Linked DNA regions of Triticum aestivum: region 1 is linked to region 2. Evidence: chromatin contacts called from public HiCAR-type data. All regions are on one chromosome and are shown on one strand. Each heading gives the region's core, a stretch centred on a gene start, on an enhancer-like site or on the middle of the called end of the contact. The rest is flanking DNA. Distances are from core to core; before and after follow the strand shown.

Region 1 (3,285 bases), core at 69-2,568, 330 kb before region 2:
AATTTGGCATATTTCAAGAAACAATGGTTTTACCTACTATGTATCTCAGGAATGCGATAATGTTAAGTTACCAGCTTCAAAAAAGACAATACGAAGTATCCAATTTCAATTGAACCAATAACTCAATTTCCTTAGTGAAAAACACTACTCAATGCAATGATACGCTCCCAGGCGTATTGGAGAAAAAAAAACACTACTCAACCTCCAATCTAATATACCGATATTTCTTGTTTATTACCATTTCTCCATTGTTATCTATCTGGAATTCCGAAGTTCGAATAATCTTGTTTGGTTCGATCCCTTGGTAAGCATCACGAACAGCCCACCATGAAGACAATCGTCTAACACACGAAATTATGCCAACAACTATGAACCGGTTCAATTGTTTTGCCACGACCAGTAAACAGACCCCTATCCAATAAAGTCGTCAGGACAGATGAACACAACTCATAATGACATTGATTATGTTTGCCATAAGCAGGACAGAAAGGAGATGAAGGGCTCCACCTGGAAACGGCACATGTAGTGGTCTTCCCCGCACAAGGCCCTGATGACCTGGAGCGGGCTCCCCTCGGAGCTGCGCGGGTGGTAGGCCACGCTGAGGTTAACGAGCGCCCGCACAAGGTCCGGCCGGAGCAGGCAGAGCTGCCATGCCACGAGTGCGCCCCAGTCGTGTCCAACCACGAACACCTGCCACGCGAGCCCGAGAATGAAACAGCAATCTTAGCAAGGAGCATGGCCGGCGTGGGGGATCTCGAAGGGCGAACGGGTTCGATGCTAAGACCTGGGGCTGAGCGAGGTCGGCGATGAGGGCCACGAGGTCGCCGACGAGGTGGAAGATGGAGTAGGAGCCCGCGGAGGGCGGGGCGTCGGAGTCGCCGTAGCCGCGCATGTCAGGCGCGACGGCGCGGAAGCCCCGGGCCGCCAGGGCGGCCATCTGGTGGCGCCAGCCGTACCAGAGGTCCGGGAAGCCGTGCACGAGCAGCACCGCGGGGCCGTCCTCGGGCCCCGCCTCCGCCACGTGCAGCCGCACCCCCTTGGCCACCTCCACCATCCGGTGCCGCACCCCCTCCGGCTCCATCGCTGCCGCTGCTTCTCTCGCGCTCGTGGCCGGCGCAAGGGATGATTATCCGGTGGGTTTGGGGGTAGCTTGCGCGCGCTGCTTCGAGTGCGTCGCCGACCGCTGGCTGTGTGGCTAAGCGGGCGAGAATTTCGTGGCTTGTGTGGGGCGGCCGGACGGGCGCCGGCAAGAGGAGTTTTTGGCAGCTTGCCGAAATTTCGCACACCTTGGACTTGGATTGGACTGGACCGGGTGTCGCGGCTCTCTTTCCTCGTCGTTCGTAGACTTGAAGACTGCCGCATATGCATTTACTGGTCCAAGTTGCTTACGCCGACTCCATCGCACGACTCCCAAATCATGTACGTGTTGGATGTGATTAAGATAAATAGAAAACTTAAATAAAATGCCTAAAAAGTAAAATAAACGCAAATAAAAAACATAAAACATAAGTTAGGGTTCACGGCCACAAAACGGCCCAGTTTCACGGTTACATTGCCATAATTAACATAAAACAAAATAAAAAACGCGGCCCGCCGTCTTCAATGCCCGTTGATGTCGTGGCTGTCGCCGTCTTCAGTGACCGTCGGTGTCGTCATCGTTGCTGACGAGGTCGACGTAGTCCGGCGGCGTCCAGAGGTGGGCCGGCGGTCCGTGGTACGCGGGGGCGGGCTGGAACGCGGCGGGTGCCTACACCACCTCCTCCCGTGGCGACGCGTCCCGCTCCGGTGACCGCGGCGGCGTGGGGCACCAGTTCATGCCCCACATCGTCGGCCATCTCCGGAGCCGTGCACGACCAGCTCCACTGCTGGCCCACCAGGCCCGGGTGGAATGCGGCCACCGACGCCTCCTCCATCACCTCCTCCGCCGTCACCATCTCCAGCTCGGGGATGGCGACGTCGCCGGCCGCAGAGAGGGCCATCGTCTCCTCGAGGCCCGGCCATTGACGCTCATCGTGCGTGTTCATGGAGTCCTCCATGACACGTTGCATGAGCCGGGCCTCCTCCTCCGCTGTCATGCGAGGAGGTGGAGGTGGCGACAGAGATGGGAAGGCGACGGCGTGGGCGTGAGGCCGCACACCCGCGTACGCCCGCGCACCTCCCGACGTGGCCGCTGCGGCCCCGACGCCGTGCCGACGAAGTAGGAAGCGCGCCGCACGTCGTGCTCGTCCTGGAGCCACGTGTCCCAGAGCACGGAGTCGGGGACGTACCTATCGTTGTAGTAGAGGTCGTCGGGGAGGAGGCGGCGGCGGCGCTCGATCTCATCGCGGCGTGCACGACCGCTCATCGGGACCGGCGGGATCGGGACCCGGTCGACGGAGAGGTGCCAGTTGTTGGGGAGGTGGACGTCGCTCCACGGGACAGGCGTCCGCGTCTCCCAATAACGTCGGCATACGTCGGCGTTGAGGTACTGCCGGTCGCGCTCGCCGGCGGCCCTAGGGGCGATGGTGAATGGGGCAGGCGCGGGGGCCCGACGGGAGGTGCGCGGCGGCGATGCGGCCTCCTCTTTCACGGAGCCGCGGCGGCGTCCCGAGGAGAAGCCGGCCTCGTGGTCGTGCTTCCCTTGCGGTCGTGGTTCCATAGCCCCATGGCTGCGAGGCGGCCGGCCGGCGAGTTCGAGGACGGGGAGCGGCTAGGGTTTGGGACGTGTCGGGTTTCGAGGGGGCAGAGAGGGCCGGAGTGGGAAGTGTGGACGGCGACGGGTCCACGGCTTCCCATTTAAGAAGGACGGCGACCGTTCGCTGGGCGGATGCAGGTGGGGCCACCCGCGCGTGCGCATTGATGTTGGCGGGTGAGAGGTAGGTGGCCGCCTGCCACGCGGCCCCAACGCGGATGTTCGACGCGTCAGCTCGCTGTCCGCCGCGACCCAAACCCGACGCATGTTTGCGCTCGAAATGGATCGGCCCGGACACAAAACGGACCTGATGGGTCTAGGCCGTCGCGCGCTGGGCCGTCTGGTCTGTCCCTTTTACCCCAAACAGACGGGGCCAGACGGGATGGGGTCGCGCGGTGGAGTTGGCCTTAGCCTAAGGCTGCTTGTAATGGGTAGTGTCATAAGTTAGTATCATGCATATGATACTACTTTATGATACTATCTAATGCATAGTATCATAGATGAATTTATTTATTGCCATGCATGACACATAGTAGTATTGCATTTATTATGATATGGTATCATGATATGATACCCAACCCTCTCTTTCTTTATTTAATTCTATGTCACCTCAT
Region 2 (3,002 bases), core at 208-2,707:
AAGCAACTAACTAAATGGTAAAACATGTATAATCAATTTATGGGACGAGATTATTGTGATTCATCACAATGCCAAACACGACCTTAAGGGCTTTTTGGAAAATATGGTTATAAAAACCTTTTTTTTCGAAAAGGGATGGTTATAAAAACCCGGGAACAAAGAAACTGTATGATTTTCCTGGTGATCATGTGGAATCACATTAGGAGAAAAAACTGCTTGAATATAGTTGAAACGGGGAGATAAACATGCTCATGTACAACATACAAAATAGTTTCGATGAGGTCAAAGGCTCAAAGCTAATTCTAAAATCATTCCAACGTTCCTACATATGTTATTATTAGTTTAAAGTTTTTCTTATAAATTAAGATCATACTATACAAGACAAAACAATTCGATCCAAATGACATCGCTTCCTAACAGCAGATAGTTAAAAGAGAGATCCCAACTCAAAAGAAAAGGACCCTAATATCTGGCGGTCGCCAGCTGAGTACGTTTCCCCTAGCGAATGATTTGTTCACTTGGGGGAGGATCGAACCAGCAAACGAAACACTCTCACTCGAGCGTTCGCTCCAGTGGGGGTCCAGCTCGACCCCAACCGCCTCTCGGTTGGCCAAAGGCCCAATTAGCTGATTTTTATATAAAAATTGCCATCAATAGAAAAATCATTTTTTAGGGGAAACCAATTTTTTACTTCTACAAAAAAGACAGAGAAAAACATAGATTTACAATTGCCATTCCCTAATTTATAAGAAAAAGTTTTCACTGAAGTTTTACCATGACCAGTTCATAATTTGCCATGCTATTAAGAAAAATAAGGCTCATGGAAATCGAGTGTTAAAAAATACATAATTTGCCATGCTTTATATTTCATTTCCGAAAACATAAAAATCACATGCAAGATTTTTCCATGATAATAAATAAATAAATATGCCATGCTCTTAAGACTAAAATTTGTCACGCTCTATAATTAAAAGGCCATGCTCCTAATAAAAAAATTGATGCGAATAAGTGATAAAAATTGCCATGGGAGCATTACAAAAAGGCCCTAAAATTGCATGTTTAGAAGACAAAAAATATAATGAATTTGCCATAGGATTAAGAGAGAAAGTTTCTTTTCTTTGCCATGTGTACAAAACAACTTGTTCGCTATGAACGCAAACGTTTCAAAACCACAACGCTTGCGTCTGTTCTGGGTTAAGAGAGAATTTTTTTTTGCCATGCGTTCATAGGCAAGCGCTTGCGTCTGTTCTGTGTAAAAAATGTGTGTCTGCTAAAAAAGAATATTTAATTAACCGCGACCCGTTTATCGGCAGACCCACCCGCTCCTCTAGCCGGCGTGTGCGACCGTGTGCGAATCACGCCGCGTACGCGCCCCGACAAAACCAGCTCCCTCCTGACCTGGCCTGGCCCCAACACCAGCACAGCATAATTACCTCCCTTGGCTCCCTCTACCCCACGAGTGTAGTACGTATCCCGGAATCTCCAATTAAACTCCACGAGACGAAACCGAACCGTGACACCGGAGCAGCCCCGCCCCCACCAATCCCCCTTTTCGGCCGGCCACGACCTCTTCCTCCACAAAATCCTCCCCGGAATTTCGTCGAGTCGCCCGTAGCCGGCCGCCGATCGGTCGATTCGCGGGGGGCGGGATGAGCTTCCAGGACCTGGAGGCCGGGAACGGCGTCCGCGGGACGCCGCGGAGGAACGGCCGGGCGGCGGGGGCCGGCGCCGGCTCGTCGCAGGCCGTCGCGTCGGGCGTCTTCCAGATCAACACGGCGGTCGCCACCTTCCAGCGCCTCGTCAACACGCTCGGCACGCCCAAGGACACCCCCGACCTCCGCGACAGGATGTGAGCCGCCGTTTCACCCTACCTACCCCCCTCCCCTCGTTTCCAGGATCGTTTTGGTTCGGCTGAGGGAGTGAATTTGGCAATCACGGGTTGGGCGCTGTGACGATTTCCGAAGCGTGCGCGGGATTGGAGGAGAATCCCGCGGCTCGATTTCTGATCCCGATTTAGGTTATGTTTGTTTGGTGGATGCGTGCGAACAATCACTATCTTTTATGCCAGAGAAGAGATTGCCTAGGGCTTATTGCAACCCTTTTTTTTCGCCTACTGCGCAGGGCGTCAAATTGCCCATCCCTTGGCTGAACCTTCGCGCATAGGTTAATTCGGTGAATCACCGGGTGAGGCCGTATGTGCTATACATGAATTGACCCATCATCAGTGACACCAAATGAAATGTTTTAGCGCCCTTTCTTCTGAAATTGATGTGATTTATATCATTTATAACTTGGTCATGCTGTGTTATAGCCCTTAATATTTTTTAACTTTATTAAACGTTTGATTAACCTTCTTTTGGTAGCATTTACTTTCTTGTTCAAATTGCTACGATAGGCCATCTAACTACCAGTTCTGTTGCTTGCAGACACAAGACACGAGCACACATAACACAACTGGTGAAGGATACATCGGAGAAGCTTAAGCAAGCTAGTGAGGCGGATCATCGTCTTGAAGCCACCGTATGCGTCTATCCCTTTGATCTACTTACATATTTCTGTTTGATATTTCCTTTATTGTTAGAACTTAGAAGCATTTATGTACTGTTTTCCCTCCTTTTGTCCGAGCATGGAAATGAGTGATACCGTGTAGATTTTACATCTTTTCTTAGTCATATACTTCAGCTTGGATGTTATTTTTTGTTCATTAATAATAGAAACTTAAATAAATGAATAAATATTTTCTAGCCGATTCTTACTATCTGTTCTGTTGTAACGTTGTCCCTTAAACAGAACCTGGAACTGTAATTTATTTTGCTGTTTGCACTCTGCAAGTACATAAGAAAGCAATTGTGCTTTTGGAGTTTAGTTATGGTAATTAACCTGTCCAATTCATGTATTTTGACAGGAATCCTCAAATACAATTTGGTATTCAAATATGAGTTGTCTTGTACTGACGTGCTAATAAATTAGGCTCCTTTGGCAGATAACTACTAATGTTTTCC

What was found. HiCAR-type assays count read pairs that join an accessible place to other places.
Region 1: a HiCAR-type map of leaf shows a contact between it and region 2, with 3 times the contacts expected there. The contact joins the promoter of LOC123078051 here to the promoter of LOC123078049 in region 2. A contact is called at or near these places in 1 of 5 Hi-C or Micro-C datasets (leaf) and 1 of 1 datasets of contacts at active chromatin or transcription factors (leaf).

The regions. Positions count from the first base shown.
Region 1 is chr3D:163,443,507-163,446,791 of IWGSC CS RefSeq v2.1, reverse strand. It overlaps LOC123078051 (epoxide hydrolase A), which reads right to left and starts at 1,318. Exons shown (of 4, transcript XM_044500439.1): 1 at 785-1,318; 2 at 508-690. The coding sequence starts at 1,081.
Region 2 is chr3D:163,114,708-163,117,709 of IWGSC CS RefSeq v2.1, reverse strand. It overlaps LOC123078049 (syntaxin-22), which reads left to right and starts at 1,457. Exons shown (of 7, transcript XM_044500438.1): 1 at 1,457-1,849; 2 at 2,427-2,520. The coding sequence starts at 1,650.